2 separate regions of the Mus musculus genome follow, and region 1 is linked to region 2. The links are chromatin contacts, called in public promoter capture Hi-C maps. All regions are on one chromosome and are shown on one strand. Each heading gives the region's core, a stretch centred on a gene start, on an enhancer-like site or on the middle of the called end of the contact. The rest is flanking DNA. Distances are from core to core; before and after follow the strand shown. Region 1 overlaps Ulk4 (unc-51-like kinase 4). Region 2 holds the start of D830035M03Rik (RIKEN cDNA D830035M03 gene).

What was found. Promoter capture Hi-C pulls out the DNA fragments that hold promoters and counts their contacts.
Region 1: a promoter capture Hi-C map of hippocampal neurons shows a contact between it and region 2, with 5 times the contacts expected there. The contact joins the enhancer-like site here to the promoter of D830035M03Rik in region 2. A contact is called at or near these places in 4 of 39 promoter capture datasets (embryonic stem cells, hippocampal neurons and liver), 1 of 15 datasets of contacts at CTCF or cohesin (large pre-B cells), 4 of 115 datasets of contacts at active chromatin or transcription factors (bone marrow-derived macrophages, embryonic forebrain, embryonic midbrain and 1 more) and 1 of 9 other capture datasets (embryonic stem cells).

The regions. Positions count from the first base shown.
Region 1 is chr9:120,998,462-121,004,763 of GRCm38.p6, reverse strand. The region is part of intron 35 of Ulk4 (unc-51-like kinase 4); the gene reads left to right. It overlaps Gm34945 (a long non-coding RNA gene), which reads right to left. Exons shown (of 2, transcript XR_003948093.1): 2 at 4,543-6,302. Among named protein-coding and RNA genes, the nearest start is that of Gm34945, 25 kb to the right of the region's middle. Within about 2 kb of position 3,958, at least 50 of the 459 cell types and tissues checked have an H3K27ac peak or open chromatin away from gene starts, as enhancers often do. A contact at or near this core is called in embryonic forebrain and hippocampal neurons, where this site is marked.
Region 2 is chr9:120,490,078-120,496,447 of GRCm38.p6, reverse strand. D830035M03Rik (RIKEN cDNA D830035M03 gene) reads left to right here and starts at 3,867. Exons shown (of 2, transcript NR_166642.1): 1 at 3,867-4,342; 2 at 5,318-6,027. It overlaps Eif1b (eukaryotic translation initiation factor 1B), which reads right to left and starts at 3,842. Exons shown (of 4, transcript NM_026892.3): 1 at 3,607-3,842; 2 at 2,178-2,341; 3 at 1,812-1,913; 4 at 1,121-1,535. The coding sequence starts at 3,637. The coding sequence ends at 1,491.

The sequences.
Region 1 (6,302 bases), core at 2,709-5,208, 510 kb before region 2:
GATCCCTAACTCCCCAGATGGAGCCACTGAAAACTGAGGACCCTGGGAGAGCTTGTTCCCCAGAACCCACTTCACAGTTGAACTGTGGATAAGCGCGGCACCTTGGGGGCTCTCAAGGTGTCTTGCTGGGTGTGGGAAGCAGTTGCCAAAGGTGGCATAGGGCATGGCTCCCTGTATCTGGTGCTCCCCAAACCACACAACCACAGAGATAGAAACGAGACTAGGGATTGTCAATGTTTGGGGAAAGAGGCTGTGGGAGGAACTGGTCTCAGGAATGAAGATCTGAGCCCTGGCTACGGTAGTGAATGAGAGATTGCCATGTTAAACTTCACGGGCATTTGTACACAGGAAGAGGTCATTTTTGCTGAAAGCTAATTTAAAACAATAACAACTTTCAAGAGAAGAAGAAGGAAAAAAAGGAGGTGAAATGAGCCAAGAAAGATTACATGTCTGAAGCCACATGAGAACAGGGCTGTGGTTTTCCGGTCGACGAGCAGATGTCCACCCCACGCTGTAGGGCTCGCTATCCTGGCCGAGCCCCGGGAGCTACCTCAGCATCGCCTCTGCCCAGGGCCTCATTTCCTCCCCAGAAGGACTGTAAGGGATTGTCCAGTCTGTGTGAGTGCATTCGATGCCTTCCTCAGTGCTGAGACCAATACCCGCTGGGAATGATTTAAAGACATAGACTCGTGGTTTGAGGGAGACAGTTCATCACGGTGAGGAAGTCACTGCGCTGTTAATGATGGTAGAAATGTGTGACTGGGGTTGTTCATGTCTCAGTGGATCAAGACTAGGGGGATATCCTTGCTCCCCTAGCTTCCTCCCTTTCCCTTCTTATTCAGTCTTTAACTCCAACCCATGGCATGGTCCTTCCACATTCAGGATGGGTCTTCCCTCATCATTAAGCCGCTGTGGAAAGGTCACCTTTGCACGCCAATACTCAGTGTCTCTGAATCCAGTCAAGCAGACAGTTGAAATTAACAGTCACAAACAAATCCTGAATCAGGAATCCCTGCAAATTTTAAAACTGGGCTTCCACTTATGCCTTTATGGAGATGGAGCTTCCACTGATCTCGCTTTGCCTGGTGCCTCCACACTGCATCAACCCCGCTTCTGTAACTCACCTCTGTAGTTTGATTTGAATTGGCCCCTGTACTGGCTAGTTTTGTGTCAGCTTGACACAGCTGGAGTTATCACAGAGAAAGGAGCTTCAGTTGAGGAAATGCCTCCATGAGATCCAACTGTAAGGCATTTTCTCAATTAGTGATCAAGGGGGAAGGTTCCCTTGTGAGTGGGACCATCTCTGGGCTGGTAGTCTTGGTTCTATAAGAGAGCAGGCTGAGCAAGCCAGGGGAAGCAAGCCAGTAAGTAACATCCCTCCATGGCCTCTGCATGCTTCCTGACCTGCTTGAGTTCCAGTCCTGACCTCCTTGGTGATGAACAGCACGGTGGAAGTGTAAGCTGAATAAACCCTTTCCTCCCCAACTTGCTTCTTGGTCATGATGTTTGTGCAGGAATAGAAACCCTGACTAAGACAGCCCCTAAAGGCCTGTGTGCTGTGGGTGTGGTCCCTGATGTTGTTATTGAGATGTGACACGGTCCTTTGAGCCCTGGGGCCTGGTGGGAAGGTCTTTGGAAGCCTGCCTCCAAAGGGGCCAGTCCAGCTCAAGCCCCTCCTATGTTTTCACTTCCCTCCGTGACTGGCCATTAGTTCTGCCCCTTACTGTCAGGGTGCATGTACTACCATCCCCAGCCCTAGGAACAATGCAGCCTGCAGCCAGGGACGGTGAGAACTCTGAAACCAGGAGCCAAATCGACCCTTCCTCTCCATGCTGATCATCTCTGGCATTTGTTGTAGCGACGGGGAGCTGACTGACACACCCCTGTCCCCTGCCTCTCTCTCTTCTCATCTCGGTGTCCACACCTTCCCCTCTGTCTGGGGAAGGTTCTGACCTCTTGCCCTCTGTCTCACTTGCCAGCATCCCTCTGAAAATGCACTATCTAGGTATGTGTGGGTTCCCTGCGATGTTCTGCCACAGAGCACAGGCTGCCCTTCCATGGGCCTGACCCAGGTTTTCTGTTGCCGATCACACCCCACCTCTAACCCTCCAGACTCCAAGCTTTTAGATACTGTAGTCACACATGCTGTGTAGCGCCCTCTCTTCCTCCTGTTCCCAGGAGCGGAGGGGGGGGGGGAGGTCATTCTTCACCCTCACTGTGGAGTACTCCAACCCTCCTACTCCCTATGTCTTCCTAGGGTTGACCATCCCAGTCTGTCCGGATCCCCCACACCCCCAGGGTTCTGACATCGGCATGCCTTGCTCTTCTGGCTTCAAGCTCAGGCATGCTGAGTCTTCTTCACTCAAGTTGGCAGTTGGGTCCGGTCTGACTTCACAAAGGCCTTGAGGATGGGAGATGCTCAGATTTCAGTGTGCCCCTCAGCTCTGACTCACCCGTACAGCCTGTTCCCTGAGGAAAGAAGAGCCGCCATGCCATGCCATGCCATGCGTTAAGCTTGGCCCTGGTCCCTTTCTGAAAACTCCTCTTAGCTATTGCTCTTTATACTCAATGGTTAATTGCATGCCTTGGTGCTCATGGAGGTGGCTGGGGCAGGATGGCGCCACATAAACACACGTTATCACGGTAATTAGCACCACCAGTACTTAAGCAGGCTGGCAACCCTGGGCAGCCTCTGGCACAGAATGGGTGTGTATTGAGATGCAACCACCACACATCTGGATTCTGGTTTCCATAATGGCTGTACTTGAAAGCGATGCAAAGGCGTTAATTACATTAATAGGGGTCCTAGGGCCGCTTCTGTCCTCGGTGGAGGGGGTGTGGCTTCTGGAGACCACAGAGGAGGCAGGAAGCCAAACTATCCCAGGGAGAAGGAGGACACAGGGTGTAGGAACTCTGCCAAGGAAAGTGGGGGATGGGGCCTAAGTGGCCGAGATCTGCTGCGACTGAGGTATACTTGGAACAGTGAGGTAAACCTAACAGGGTGGAATTTGCTGCAATTTGCTCTTGGACAAAGTGCCCTGGGGACTTTGTCCAGCAGGACATTTCCCAGGATGCACTGAGCAAGAAGGTAAATGGAAGCTGCCAAGACTGACCTTGCCTTCTCTGCACAGAAACCTCCCTCTCCTTCCAAACTTCTTTTTCCTTTTCCTTCTATTTATTCTCTGTTCATCTCCCCAAAGGAAATAAACCGAATCACCCTTAAAGCTAAGATCCTGCGCCATTCACCTCATTAAAAACCTGTAAACGGCAGGCAGGCACCCAGCACCTATGCGCAGTGATAGCTTTCTTACAGTGTCTCTCCTGGTCCACCTGTTAGAGCTCCCACCCACAGCATCTGCCAGGGCCCTGCCACCCTCTCTTGGGAGGTGGGAAGGGGGCTTGCCTGCTCTGACTGAGTGCTGTCTGGTTATGTTATCCCTGTCTTCTGGGCCTTTTACCATGTCTATCCTCAACCCAAAACACATGCTCTCTCAGAAGCCTTTCTGAATAGCTTGAAATAAACCGTCCAAATTTTCCTTTGCCTGGGAAACATCTACGTTGTATCCTGTCAGCTGCCTTGGCCTTGAGACAGACTCTACCCAGTATCTTTCCTTGACTCTTAACAAAGAGGGTAGTGTGGTGACGTCACCCTACCAAGAGTATAAACATCCTTCCTGGAATGAGTACCCTTGCCAGCCACTGTGGGCCGATGAAGCAAAGAGCTGGGGACTGCCGTGCAGACTGCTCCATCAGCACTCTTAACTTGCACATTAGTTAATAATGAATTAACTGCAAACCTGTATTCAGGAATCAAATATGAAGAATAGTCTGTATTGATTTGTGAGACATGATTGTGTTCTCAGTACCAGAATACTGGATCTGCTGCCTGCAGAGAGAGCTGTGTGGAGCATCTCTTTCAGGGAGCCTGAGCTGCAAACACCTCCCACACTCCCAGCCCACACACGCTGAGGCCTGTAGTGGCAGCTACACCAATGCCCTGTGCCATGACTCTGCCCAGAAGATGATAAAGACCGTGTTCTGCTCTGTTACATATGTGTAAATGGATTATGCATATGTATAAGTTAATTTATAAATATACATGCATGAATACATATGCATAGAATTCGTTCATACTGTGGGTGTTTTGTTTATAAGAATAAAATTCTTTCTTCAGGACCAGGAATACCTCACCTGAGATTTCCATGTCTGGATGTTTTTTGTTAGAGGCCCAGACTCATGTAGAGACTGGCTTCAAACTCCCTTTGTAGCCTAGGATGGCCTTGAACTCCTGATCCCCCTGCCTCTAACTCCTTAGCCCTGGGATCATGGGTATGTTCAGCCACACATGGCTTATGCAGTGTGTCATGGGTTCAAAGCCAGGCCTTCATGCATGCTAGGCCAGCACTGAGCTCCCGCTCTGGCTTCGATGGTGGTGTATCTGGAAACTGTTTCCAACCAGGACAGTGGCGCATATTCTGGAATTTGCCAAATGAATAAGCATTGGATTAAAAAAATCTGTGTAATTTACAGACCAACACGAACTCCTCTTCCTTTTCACTTTAATAAATTCCTCTTTGTTTTTATTACTGTGTCTGCACACACATGTGCACAGGTGCACACATGCTATGACACACATGCAGATGTCACAGGTGTTCTGCCTCCCACCATGGACTGGGGGGAGGTGGGCAGGCTGTCAGAGTTGCACAGCTTACACTTATCCGATGACCCCCATTCCAGTTTATATTAGAGCTTAGCTTGCCTTTGAAGAGTTGATGTTTGGGCACTGGGCGGGGGGGGGGGGGGTATCTCCTGTAAGCTTACTCGTGGCTCACCTTGGTTCCTCAGGCTTCCTGTGACACCCCAGCTTCAAGCTTACTTTTGAGGCCTCGTTTCTCTGAGTGACCAGATTGGCATCATCATTAGCTAGGAGAGGACAGCTTCCCCTTGGGAATTCCAGGGAATGGTCTCATCCCTCCTGTTTTGTCATTTCTGGACCCCGAATGTATGAGGTCAAGCTGGGCTGAATGAAAAAACACATCTTTTCAACCATCAGATGATGGTAGGCTGTGCCTAATGACCCTAGAGGTGTTTCCTTGGATGGAATGGGCCTCCCTGCCCCAGCCCAGGTCTCTGCTGCTGAATATGATGCTGTGGGGCTAGGTACGTTGCAGGCACCAAAGGTTTCAGAGGTAATAGCGCTTTTCTGAGGAGACATCTGAGTGCATCATTCCCCCTCAACCACTGACAGATGCTGGGTGGAAGCAAGAAAGCCAAATGAGATTCTCCCAGGGACCACAGTGTACAAAATGCCTGTATGAAATGGAGGGAGAGAAAACCACTTGTCAGCAGAGGCACAGAGAGCAGCCACCTCCCTCAGAGCTGAGTCAGCCCTGTTCTGTCAGCCGCTCCCTGATCGGTCCGTTTCCCCTCTACCTGCAGAGGTCCTCTGTCCTTGTGTTAGGACTGGACTGTTGCTTTTTACTGACCTTCCCCCTGACTATCAAAACAGGGCTCAGTCACTTTCTGCAGCTCCGGGGAGTGAGCCTGCAGACCCTGTGCAGTATCTCAGCCTTGTGCACAGAGCAGACACTCCATAATCGCACTGAATCTGGAAAAGTCCAAACTCGAGGAAGCAGGTGTTCAACAGCCCTCTCGGGGGATTCAGCTTCCTTACTCTGCAGACACTGACTAATGTCCGCTGCTGGGGCATTCTCTTCAAGGCCTACATCTTTTCAGTCCCTTGTATACTCTTGAGTTCAGCAGAGTCCCAGAGCCTTCTTGTTGAATTAGAGGGAGAGGAAGGACTGGCTTCGAGAGCTGAGGTCCCAGCTGAAGCAGCTGTGCTGTGGGAAGCCTGTGTCTGGGCTCACACTGCAGTGACAGCCGTTCCTCAGAGCAACCCGTGATGATGCTGCCGGATCCGGGGGCAGCTCGGCCGAATCCCTGTTCTGTGAACCCAGACAATGATTCTACTATTCTTCTCACACAGGAAATATTTCAAAACCATGCCTTCTACTTTTCTCTTTTCCCGTCCTAAAAGTCTCTCCATTCCACGGTTCTTTCAAACGGCAGTAATTGTGAGGTCACTTGCTATTGGCTCTGCCCTCCTCTCTGTAGCCTCCTCCTACCTCCTCTACCCTCAACCCTGGGTACAGATGCCCATGGGAGTGGCACGCACAAGGGGCTGGGAAGAACCAGTGAATGCTCAGATGTGTTTACAGCCTGTCGTAGCTGCTGAGCATAGACTACAGTGATAGAGAGTACGACAGGTATAGATACTATAGGATAGCTGGGTAGTGCTG
Region 2 (6,370 bases), core at 2,618-5,117:
CTCTCTAGGGTAACTGGGCTACCCTGTACTCTAACCTGTGAGCACTTAAAGACTCCCCAAGAACTTAAACCTTTTTGCGAGTTGACAGCTGTGATCCCTTGTTGAGATAGGGTTTCCAGTATCCCCTGCTGGCCTTCAACTCCTCCATTCTGTTTCTGCTTCTCTAGTGCTAGGATTACAGGCTTGTACCACCACCACACCCAGGTCTGTAACTGCTTCTTGCATGAAGTTTGTAGGTTACTCTCTAGTTAGGGGCGGCAGCGATCAGGATGTCAGCCAGACAGGTGAGCCACCCACTCCTGTTGAGTAGAACTCACCAATCTGATCCTCATAGTCTTGTCATCCCGTGGTGCCTGGGATCTAGAACATCCAAGGACAGCTTGGCAACCCCCCCACCGCCCCCTCTGGTGCCAACCCGACTCCATACTGCTTCCTTGGAGGAACATGTGGAGCCTCCCTTGCATGGCCTCTGCCCTACTCTGTATGCCCACTATCCTGATGGATAAGAGTGATTCTTATCACAAGCCTTGTCCAGTCAGTTCTCTTGCTGAACTTTTAACACGCTGCCACTGAAGACTGCCCTTCACTCATACAGATGCTATGCAGACATCTCGCTTGATGAACAGATGTGCTGGGGTGACCTACTGCTTGACTTCTGGGCTGTAGCCACTCCTTCCTCTAGCTGCAGGATAGCTGGTGACCCAGGAGCTGCACTGCCACCGTGGCTGGGGTGGAACTGTTCCTTTACTGTGATGGACACTACCCCCTCAGGAGAACAGCTTGTCACTAGTCCTTCAGTAGGCAGGGCAGGCTGCTCTGGTGGCCTCCAGAATGCCAGGCTGACAGGCAGAGGAGCCCGTCTACTCCAGACTGTGCTGGGCAGAAGCACCTGGCACTCAACTCCAGGAGTGCTAACCTAAAGCCTTCCACTCTGAAGACACACAGCATCACCCACACCTGCAGGGCACTGCCTCTGGCTAAATGCATTTTGATACACTGAGGGTGACAAACAGCTCTCTCTACCTGTTGTTCTGAAGCTGATGAACCTAGAGGTTTCAGGGAAGAGACAGTTCATGTTCCTAATGTTTCAGCAAAGAAAACAAAGTGCATTGCTGGCTTAGGTCAGCGCTCATAAAGGATGCACACTTTCTTTTTATTGTTAAGCCGCAACATACATGGTTTAATACAACAACAAAAACATTTAACAGTCAAGTGAAAATAAAACTAACAACAAACACTCACAACAAAACCTTTTCCATTGGAAACATGTTAGGACGGACTCGGGCTTCGTTCCCATCTCACCGCGATTTCCTTATGACTCAGGAGCCTACATACCCCGTGTTTTCTGTAGCCATGCAGGTGTGAGTGGAAGTCTGAATGATTAAATAAACGCAAAGTCTGTCGTTTACTGTAAAGAATCATCTCCCGAGGCAGCCAAACTGAGTTAGAGAACAAAACCATTTAAGAAACTCGCCACGCTTGGGTTCATCTTAGAACCCGTGAACCTTCAGCTGCTCCTCCTTGACGATGCCAACCTGTGAAGTAAAACCGTGCTCAGCAGAATCCACCAGCAGTCAGCAGTGACAGCGCCCACCACCCCAGCTGACAATCCCACACCTGCCCTAACCCTAACCCTGGTTCCTATGCCACTCCCCAGGCCACTCAGCAGCAGCGTGAGCTGTACGTGAGCCTTGCCGTTTCCGGTCAGCACGGATACTATTCTACTCCACTACTTCCGTCCCGTGCTTTTTACTAAGTAGGAAAGGATTCCCGCCTCTTTCAAGGTCACACGGGGTGCATCCGCCACTCACCTCCAGAAGAAACTGGCAGATGTTCTTCCTTTGGTCCCCTTGAAGCTGAATAACCTCTCCGTACTCAGGGTGTTCAATCACAGTTCCATTGCAGGCAAATTTCTACAACACATCAAGTTAAATGCAGAGGGTTAACTCTGACAGAACAAACACAGCTGCGCCAGCCGGCTTGACTGCACCAAGGAGCAGTGTCCTCCAGAACTAAGCGACTCTGTAAATGAATCTGGAGGCCACATGAGGGAAATATTAGGGGAACAGTAACAACTCATCGGCTCACATTCCTCAGAGAGGGGTAACCGACTCAGATGGAGAACAAAGCAGCTCTCCTGGCCCGAGCTCTGGCATGCACCCACTCCTCACGGTCACCTTTTTGAAAGCTTTCACAAGTTTCTTTTTGTCATAATCGTCCGCAATGCCCTGCACAGTGGTCAGCGTCTTCCTGCCGTTGCGCTGCTGGATCCTTATATGAATGTAGTCCTCAGTCCCTGCCGGGAGTAAGTCGTCGCCCTTAGTTGCATCAGCAAAGGGGTCTGTAGAGGAGCAGAAAAGTAGAAAACAAATTACAAAGTAGTATGTAGAAGCGTGCTCCACTCCATATCCAGACAGACCTCGGTGAGGCCTCCAGCACTCCTGCTCCATTTCTGCAGGCGAGGGTGGGGCTCACTGATAATAAGTTTTTCAAAGGAGAAAAACCTAAGCAGGCTCTGTATGCCGATATCTGAGCTTAAAAGTAGAGACCACCACTGTGGAAGCCACCAGCAAATGAGACAGAAAACATTTACGAAACCCTAATTTCATACAGCCTTCATACAGCCGCCACAAGAACATGCGTCACCGCCACTATTTTTCGACTACAACATTCAAAAACACCCACCCCAATTAGTTAACATAGTAACTGAGCCTTATAAAACACATATAAACATATACATGCAACCTCACGAGGTGTAATTTACAAAATGATTGCAAGCAGAGACAACAGGGCCACTTCCAAGTCAAATCAGAGGCCTCTCTCCTAAGTGTTTCAAACAGACGCCTCTGGGGGCTGCTTAAAACCAGCTGGGTCCAGCCCCACCCCAGCTCCGGTCAGTGACAGGTCTCTCTGGCACCCCCCCCCCCTCCAGTCCTGGCCGACTGAGTCGCAGATCCTCTAAGCCCTTAACTTCCCTTCCCTCCCAGCAAGGACTGAGCAAGGCCACCCCCCGCCCCCCATGCCCCAACACACACACACACACACACACACACACACACACACACACACACACTTGTGAGTCGTCTGAGAGTCACAGGTCTCGCAGTCACCCTAAAGCTGTCAGGTTCTCCAGCTTCTGGGCCCCACCCCTCCAGTCTCCTTGCAAAGCCCTGGCCAGCCCCGAGGCCACAAGAGAGATAACACCAGAGACTCCCAGCGTCTTGTCACTGTCAGGTTCCCTGCAAGCCCCTAGTCCTAGTCTCTGCAGCCCTGGCAAGTACTGTAGCTCCCTTACGGGTCTCTGAAGCCCCCGGCCTTTCTGTCAGTCCCCCCAGCCTCTGGCGGGTCCCCCTGCAGCCCTGGCGTGTCCCCCGACCGTCCTGTGAGTCCCCGAGACCCTTGTCTTCCTGCCAGTGTCAAGTTCCCCAAGCGCCTGCCGGTCGGGCCCTCGCCTCTACGGAGTCGCAGGCCCACTTAAGGCCGTGTCCGAGGCCCGGAGAGGGGCATCCCCCGGGCTAGGGTCGCGGGGAGCCCCCCGTCGCCATCTTCTGGGCGCCGAGACAAAGCCCAGAGGGACGCGGGCGGCGGCCGGCCACTGGCCCTTACCGAAAGATTGGAGGTTCTGGATAGTGGACATGCGACACTAGTGTGAGGCCGGTGAGAGGATAGAATTCCCGCGGGGCCCGCCCGGATCACCGTGTCAGGAGGCTGCAGCGGCGAGAAACGGAAATCAATGAAGCGGCGGAAGCCCGGGGCGCAGGAAGACGCGGAGGCGGCGGTGGGGCGCGAGCAGGGAGGCGGCGCTGCGGCTTCTCGCACAAAATGGCCGGCGCCGCGTATTTAGCCCCGCGCGCCGCCGCCACGTGACCGTCCGCACGCACCGCGCGTCCGCCCCGGAGCGCCGAGCCGGGGGCCAGCGAGGAGCGGGCGGGAGCCCACTGCGGGCAGCCGCGGTCCGTCCCGCCCGAGGCGCCGGGCGGAGGCGCTTCCGGGTGCAACGGCGAGAAACGTGCCCCCGGGGGTCTGGACTTGCAACCAGCGGGGACCGCGCTCTGCGCCTCCGCCGCCCTCCCCAGCCCCCAGGGTTCCCGAGACCCCTGAGTTCCTTGCAGAACCCTTGTGGGTGCCACCTGGGAATTCTCCCTTCCTCCAAGCCCCGGGATTCCGATGCTGCAGTCTCTACTAAGCTTAACCTGTTTGTCTCAGGTGTCACGACCTAGCCTCTAGCAGAGTCAGGTGTGCGTGGAGAGAACGCGCTACCATCCCGCCCGAGCTCTCCTCTGCGGAGCCTCCTAAGGTCGGATGCAAGTCCCGTGCAGGATGGGTGTCTGGTGGTTGCTAGGTGAGTGTGAGCGAGCAGATGAAGTAACTGTAAAGAGTAACCGTGCACAACCATCAGTGGACAGTGGAGAACCGTCTTAACCTATGTAAACCACCTATGCAGGTGGTTGGCTTTCTAGACCAAAGCAGTAGACTAAAAATTTGGAATTCTTAACCTTTTTGTAGGTCAAACCTGTTGCCTTCGTGTTGAAATAGTATTGGAGGCCTGATGCAAGACATTAGAAGCCATAGATAGCATACATACTATGTTTCTGTCTAGCAATCCATTCAACAAGATGTAGCAGTAGGTCCAATCGCTACTACAATTTCCTTTTTAAAAAGATTTTATTTTTATGTGGTTGGGTGTATGTACCATAGAGGCCAGAAGAGGGTGTCATATCCCCTGGAACTGGAATAACAGCTGGTTATGAGACCATGGGAACAGAACCCAGGTCTTGTGTAAGAGCAGCAACTCCTGGGAAGTCTCTCGAAGTCCATTACTGTAGTTTAAAAAAGGAAATGAATATCTGGAGTGTAGTGCTCATGTTTCAGTGACTTCTATTGTACAAAGTGGCCGCTCCTAATGTTTCTATGCATGGCCTGTTGCTTTAGGGTTGTAAAAATGAATACACTTGTATGCCCCTACATCCACCAGTCAGGTTTCAGGCACACTACTTACTCAGTTTTATTCTTATACCATGGTTTGAAAAACTCTAGCTTACGAATATTTGAATTAATAGTCTTGAGCATCTTCCACCTTCATGTAGGTCCTGGAGCAGGAACTCAGGTTGTCAGGCCATCAGCAAGCCTGAGCCACCTCACCAGTCCTTGAGAAGTTTTTAATAAATTATATAAATTTTCTGCCTGAAATATTAACACTATTTTCTAAGTAACTTAAAGAAGTCTACAAAGTAGTATAAGAAGCACAGACTACACAAAACATACGGTATAAATTACCACTCTACTACATGGTATGTTTCCCCCCTTTTCTTACTAGATATACCTTACCACTGGGTATTACGTGGTTTCTCAGATGGAGCCTAGGATGAGTGAGCCAGAGAAGAAAACTAAAACAGAAAAACCTTGAAGTTTCCCTGAAGACTGGAGCTGGAGCAATGGCATAGTCTAGCTGTTCTTTCAGAGGACTGCTGCAGGCCCCAGCTCTCAGGAGAAAGCAGCTCTCAACTGCCTACAACTCCAACTCCAGGAGGTCGGATGCCCTTTTATGGATTCTGTGGGTACCTGCACTCAGGTGGACATCACTCACATTGCAGACACACACCCCGAAAATTTCAAGGTCTCACTGTCACTATACCTGTTAGTAGAACGTATCCCTCCATTTAGAAGTAAGGCTTACATCAGAAGTACCCAAGAAAGCTACAAAAGTTTTAGCCAAGCAAATAAAAAAAAACTGGTTAAAGGCTCTTCTGTGTCTGCCCTCATGGACTTTGTGTTTAAGCCTCTAGTGTACAGTGCAAATCTACTGTTCACCCACAGCACGGAGCTCTTGCAGTATAGCTGGTCTAAATGGAAATGCAAGGGTAAATATAAAATATGCGCAGACTTCAAAAGATTCCAGTCCACCTGCTTTTACTTAAAAAAAAAAAAAAAACCCTACTGGAAAATCTCACATCACATGTAGCTTATATCCCATTTCTACAAGACAGCATTCTTATAAAAAGAATAAACTGAAGTGTTTAAAATGGAGTGTGTCTGGCTTTAAGTGGTAGCAGCGTGGGTTAAAGTGTCGTTTCTGGCTGTGTCAGAAAAGAGTCTGGATGGGTCACAGGGAACCGCTGACCAAGAGAAGGAGCGAAGATAAAGGGTGACAGTTGGAAGGTTGCCAAGGTTAGAGGTAGACTCCAAACCAGGGTCTTAGCATCCACACAACACCGTACTTGAAATCAGCCAGAAAACCCACATGTTACAGGGAGAGAACCTACCGGCTGTCCAGCAGGAATCACTTTGCCTGGCTGTTGGGCACAGGAGCTGCTTCTCTTGGTTCCTCATAAAGGGGACACTATGATGTAGCTACCATCCACCCTGGCAG